2 separate regions of the Macaca mulatta genome follow, and region 2 is linked to region 1. The links are chromatin contacts, called in public Hi-C maps. All regions are on one chromosome and are shown on one strand. The core of a region is the stretch at or near the end of the contact, and the rest is flanking DNA. Distances in the headings are between cores, read along the strand shown.

Region 1 (3,193 bases), core at 124-2,623:
AGCACTGGTTTATTTTCTTCAAAACACTTATAATTCGCAAACATTTAAAAAACAAAAAATTTTTTAAAAAAGAAGATATTGTCTGTGTTCCTCCGTGAAATAGAAGTTCTATCACGGACCTGGTCCGTCTCGTTTACCATTCCATCTTCCATCTCCCGACCTACAGATATCTGTATCTGGCATAAATATACACTACATAAACATACACACCTAATTACATAATCAAGCAGATATCTGATGAGGACAACTCAATACTCAAGACAAAGCCTTTTTTTCTCCATTTGTGATATGGTCGCTGTAAATGTATGGGGCACCTGTTAACTCCAAGAGCACGCATTCAATATCTGAGAACCACATAGAAGCCAAAGGCAGAAAATACATAACAAAGGGTGGAGCTACTCTTACTTGGAGAAAAGTATGAGAATGCCTTGATTTTAAGCTCCTCTTTGTAAATACCCTCAAATGATGAGTACGGACCTCAGTCGAAGCGCGGGGCATGCTTTTGGTTTAGGTAAAAGCTACGAGTTGGATTCCAAAAACTCTATCAGACGCCCTTCTTTCACCTCTCTAGTCCATAAAGGATCTGAGAGACGACAGGAGGTGACCACTGCAGCACCCGCCCAAAGCTGACTGAGACAGCAGGAAGTCTCCAACCCACTCTCGCCCGTCCACTCCCAGCGTAAAGAGGATTCCGCGATTCGGAGACCGCAATCTACCCGCCAGTCTCCATAACGTAGGCCAGAGCAGCTGGGCTGAATAAAACAGAGCCGGCGCTCTCCCTTCCCAAAGGCCTACATTGCCCACCGGTCCGGGTTCGGAGCTCAGAACGAGAGAAGGAGCGGTTGTTGCCGGCACGGAGGAGGTAGGTACCACACCAGAGGGTAGGCCAGGAAACGGCAGGCCCCTGCCAGGCACAGGAAGGCATATGTGAGATTTCTTCTCACTGCCACACCCTAGTGTTGTGGGGCGAGCGTAATCCCTTTTGCCTGCTGGGCAACCAGCCCCAGGCCGGCCAAGGGGGCATGGAACCGGGACCCCCACTGCCTCCGCCTCCTTACCAGTGTGATCCATGATTCGGCTCGCAGAGCACAGTGGGAGCGGAAGTCAACCGCGCCGCAGTCGCAGCGAGCGCGTGCGCACTGCCTTCCGGAGGCCAGGAGGCGGAAGTCCGAGCAGGTTGTCCTAGTTTTGGCCTGCAAAGACTTCCTTCTCTCGCCTGCACTACCCAACTCCTGTGAGGGACTCAGGCATAGTTCGAGCAGAGGCAGAAAGAGCGAGCGCGCGAAGAACTTTGGTATCGAGGTTGCTAAGGCTTCTCCTCATGTGCTTCAAGAGAAAGTAGCGTTTAACTGTGGAAAGGACACCAGGAGGACCGGGGAAGGGGAGAGCAGTGGTAAAAATGAGTGTGAGGCAGATAAACCGACTGCCCGCCCCCGCGGAGAGCTGCCTTCTGGGACTTGTAGTGCGCGGGGGCCCCGGAGCCGGCCGGCTGCGCAGGCTCGGCCGTTGCGCTGGCCCCACCCCGGCGGGCGGAGTAACGGTTTGGAATCCCCCGGGGTCGGCGAGCGCTTGGGTCCTCCGCTTGGTGTAGGAAAAGTGTAAACACATGCGCTTCGGCAGGCGTCCTCCAGTGGGAGGTTGCTCAGGGGATGGCGGAGCTGTGAAACTCGCAGCTAAAACGAAAGTCTCAACGCTTATTGTCTAAATTTTGCTTTGTCGTGACCAGCTACCTAAACCCACGCAGAGGTGACTTGGTATATGCCCCGGTTCCCATCTCTTAAGTCTCTTAACAGTTGAAACACATTTATAATGCTTGACTGCCACTCACTTTCTAGGGAGAGCGCTTGTGACGCTACGAACCTCTTGAACACCTGAGGACTGGGCGCCAGGGCCTGATGGAGGGTGGAGAGCCAGTGCGGCGCAGCTGCCTCCTCTCACGGGGACACCTAGCAGGAATATGCAGAGTGGAGCTAAAGGGAGCAGATAGAAACCGAGAGAGGGGAAGAGCGCGCGAAGGCTTGGCCGGAAGGAGAGGTTAAAAAGGAAAGGCCTAAAATGAGGAAGAGAGTTAACCGCAACAGGCAGTACCTAGTTCCAGGTCTTGGTCCCAGGAGTTTGTGGTTGCTGCTGCTTTCATCTTCAGCCAAAACAAAAGGAAAGTGCCAAGGGGCGATTCCTAGGACTTTCAGTGCAGTCTCCACCTCGCGGACTTGGCTCATTTGTGTCCACTCCTTTCTCCCACGTTTTACACTTGATGCTCTTGGATGAATAGAAAGGAGCACAATTAAGGGAAAACACAAGCTTGGGAGTCAAGGGATTTGGGTTCTATTCTCGTTGTCCCTTGGTGACGACATCATTACCTTGGGTTATTCAAGCTTTCAGTGCCAGAGTTCCTATATCAATAAAAGATTATTACATTGACCTCTTAGAGAAATGTTTTCATGGTACTGAATTGCAAATAAAGTATGTGTAGCAATGTGTTATATCTTTGTAGTTGTACGGTGTTACCTGTGAATCATACTGTGGTGATCACTGCGATTTAAGTGCACCATGTTATTTGGTGATTATTTTCCTGAGATCTTGTAAAAGATTGTTCCACTAAATATATGCAGCTTTATAAACAAGTTTTTAGGTACATTCACAACTAAGGACATTTGTGAATCAAAATTATTCCTGCTTTTTTTAAATGTAAAGTTCTGTATTCCTAAGTGGTTTTCAAGATGCTTTCAGTTTCTGGGATTATTGTTTTGGACATTGGGGCTTGCTTAACCTTTTTCCGATACCTCCCTATTTTTCTAAATACAGTGCTGATATAGTCGGGCTTTTTTCACCAATTTGGGTTTTTTGTTTTTCTTTTTTTAAAGTTTTCACCTAGAAAGTACATCTTTTTCATACCAAAAAAATTTTTTTAGAGATGGGGCGGCCCAAACTGGAGTACAATGGCACAATCATAGCTCACTGCATCCTTGGACTCCTGGGCTCAAGGGATCCTTATGCCTCAGCCTGCGGAGTAGCTGGGACTACAGATGCTCATCACCACCACTGGCTTTGATTTTTTTTTTTGTTCTATCATACTTAGCCTATCAGCTAACGGCTAACGTTCAGATTCATGCAGATCCAGGTTCAGAATAGTATTATTAATGTCTGCTGATGCTAATATTTAAATAATTAGAATTAAGAGCGTTCCTATTGT
Region 2 (3,032 bases), core at 52-2,551, 130 kb before region 1:
TAACTTTAAGCCAGCATGTATATATAGTCCATATTTACTCAGAACCATCTATGAAGATGTTCCTGAGCCATCAACTAGGAATAGCAAATTAGACAAGGTAACTTAGGAAAATGCAAAGTAGTGTACTTACGTTCTGGAGCTACGACAGTTTGATAAAACTCATCATCTCCCTAATCTCTATATATGGATGGCTACCATTTCCTAAGGGCAATGAGGCAGAAAGAAAGAAAGCAAACAGTCCCTGCTTCTATCACAGTAGGCAAATGGGCAGCAGTGACAAAACTACTCCAAGGCAACTCTTAACACTTGAGGTCAGGACAGCAAACCCAAAGAGCAGCCGATTGTCAATCTTAGAGTTTTAGTCCCACCTCCGCCGCTCCCTAAAAGCATGACTTATAGAATGTTACATTAATTTTTGGGAACGCAGGTTCCTCATCTCTGAAACAAAGGGGTTTGATTGCTATATTATTTTTGAGGTCTCCACCAATATAGTACCCGGCCATGGTCCCACATACACACAATTTGGCTGTGTCTGGCAGGCAGGTTAAAAAGGAAAGTTGTTCTGATAACCTACTGCAATTAAAGATTTAAATATCCAGAAAGACCTGAGAGATGGCAATGAACACCAGCTGAAAGCTGCCAACACTGACAAGACCTTAGGGGAATTCCCAGGGCTTTCTGTTGGAGCTGACTGGGTCTGAACCATTCAAGAAGTGACCCCAGGGTTACCTGCCCACTGCATAAAATGAGGCCACTCAGGGGTCAGAATTAGGATGAGAAAAAGGCAGAGAGTATAAAGAGCCAGACTATACGGGACGTGGGTGGCTTACACTTCCTCCAAGGTAGAGGCCTCTGTGTGACCGGGATGGCCCTCGGCCCAGGCTTGGGGGTGTGGCATGTGTAACCGCCGGCCGTCACACAACCTGAAAGGACTCGCCACAGCCTGGGCCCAGGCCCGTCCCTCGCCTGCTGCCGCCGCAGGAGAAGCTGCTACCTCGGAGCCTAGGGCCGGGCTGAGCCGGTGCAGAGGCGGGGCCAGGGGTGGTGCGGGACAGGCGCCTGGGCTCCTCCAGGCCAACGGGCTTAGGCCGCGTCCCGGACCCACAGAGCGGGACCTTCCGTGCCTCTGGCTCAGCAAGACCCCACCTACTCGGCCCTCACCTTGGCCAAGGAGCAGTACACACGACTCCAGCTCTGCATTTTTCCGCTGTATCTTCCCTTCCGCCAATGCTTTCACCTCCGCTGGGCGCCTCCGCCGCCTCACCAAGGTCTCCCCGCCCTGCGCATGCACAGGCGCAGTTACGTTTTCGCCCGGGAGCAGCGCGATTGGCCCGCGCGGTTCTACCGTAAGAGGTGTTCCTGTCAGGCTAGGCGTCGTACGCTGTCGTAAGGAGCGTAGTGCTTTGTCGCAGCGGGGGTGGTGGTGGGAAAGACTTAGGGGCCGGTGTCAAAATGTCGAGCTACAATGTGTTCTTATACTTGGAAGATGAAATAAACAAATAAAACTATCGTTTGCCTAATGCACGCTACAGACAGTAAAGCGTGACAAGTTTGACAAGCTCTTGGTTGTGCTAGGCATTCCTCCGCACTTTCTACAGAGATTTCATCCTTGCAACAACCATATGGAGTATTGCTAGTATTTCCATTTCTTGGATGAGGCCCAGAGAGGTTAAACATTTACCCCAAGGTCTTGAAAAGGAGAGATAACTGCAGCCCCAAGGCCAAAACCTTTGGTCTTAACTACTGCTTTATACTCGCTCCCCTCAAGTGCCATATAAGGGATGGGGCTACAGATTTTGGCATCGCCAGCATCCTGCTCTAATTAGCTAACTGACAATAGGTAGAAAACACACTATCTTCTATTTCTTTGGTTGAGAAACACATCTGCCCGGTAAAACAGAGTGGGATGGTGGATGAGATTTTAGGTTTTGAGAGATAATCGGTTGAAAGGGTTGAAAAACACTGTCTTCGGCCGGGCGCGGTGGCTCAAGCCTGTAATCCCAGCACTTTGGGAGGCCGAGACGGGCGGATCACGAGGTCAGGAGATCGAGACCATCCTGGCTAACACGGTGAAACCCCGTCTCTATTAAGAAATACAAAAAAAACTAGCCGGGCGAGGTGGCGGGCACCTGTAGTCCCAGCTACTCAGGAGGCTGAGGCCGGAGAATGGCGTGAACCCGGGAGGCGGAGCTTGCAGTGAGCTGAGATCCGGCCACTGCACTCCAGCCTGGGTGACAGAGCGAGACTCCGTCTCAAAAAAAAAAAAAAAAAAGAAAAACACTGTCTTCAAGATTGAGCATGAAAGTCTAAGGTCTGATTCTTGCCTTCCATAACTCTAAATAGTGTGAATAAACTTAATTCTACATTTATTGAAAGTCTACCACCCAGGCCTTGTGCTGGTCTAAACACTGGTTAGAAATTACTGCCTATCTATGTTCAGGTTTAGATATGAGTAATATTTAGTGTTTGTTATAGAGACGGCATTGCTGGCAGCTCTGTCCTGTGACAGGGTCCCCGGCTCCTTTTATCTCGTGACTCTGCCATCATCAGAGCTTGCCTTGCATCCTTCATTCAAGATGGCTGCTGGAGTTTCTACAATCATATCCCCTCATTCCATCTGATAACAAAACCACACCTAGCTGCAAGGGGATCTGCGAAACATAGTCTTGTCACCTGAGTGCCTACCTAAAATTGTATTAATAAGCAAGATGAGATGAAGAGATATTGGGGGACAGTGAGTACCCTCTACCACACAGATGGGGAGAATTGTCTCCTCTCCAGCTTCATGGCAGTTTTTGACATCTGGTCTAGGAGTTATTGTTCCATATGCACCAAATCTCACAGTTCTTTCCTGAACTTTCTGGGGCTTTGTCCCCTACTCCCTTGTCCAAAATTACAATATCATATTTTTATTTTTTAAAGATGAAACATTTCCATCCCTTCCAGCTGTCATTCACAAAGCCTAGGAGCTCAACCTAGTATGAGAATTGAGGCAGGAAATAGATTCGTTACTGCACTCACCATATTCCTCC

What was found. Hi-C and Micro-C count contacts between places; a contact is called where the count stands out from the background.
Region 2: a contact with region 1 is called in a Hi-C map of blood, with 4 times the contacts expected there. The contact joins the promoter of DLD here to the promoter of CBLL1 in region 1. A contact is called at or near these places in 7 of 14 Hi-C or Micro-C datasets (CD4 T cells, blood, cortical neurons and 4 more).

Annotation. Positions count from the first base shown.
Region 1 is chr3:147,353,257-147,356,449 of T2T-MMU8v2.0, reverse strand. It overlaps CBLL1 (Cbl proto-oncogene like 1), which reads right to left and starts at 1,373. Exons shown (of 6, transcript NM_001260727.2): 1 at 1,059-1,373. The coding sequence starts at 1,071. It overlaps LOC106997603 (a long non-coding RNA gene), which reads left to right. Exons shown (of 2, transcript XR_013415491.1): 1 at 1-862; 2 at 1,836-2,428.
Region 2 is chr3:147,487,878-147,490,909 of T2T-MMU8v2.0, reverse strand. It overlaps DLD (dihydrolipoamide dehydrogenase), which reads right to left and starts at 1,301. Exons shown (of 15, transcript XR_013415495.1): 1 at 1,162-1,301.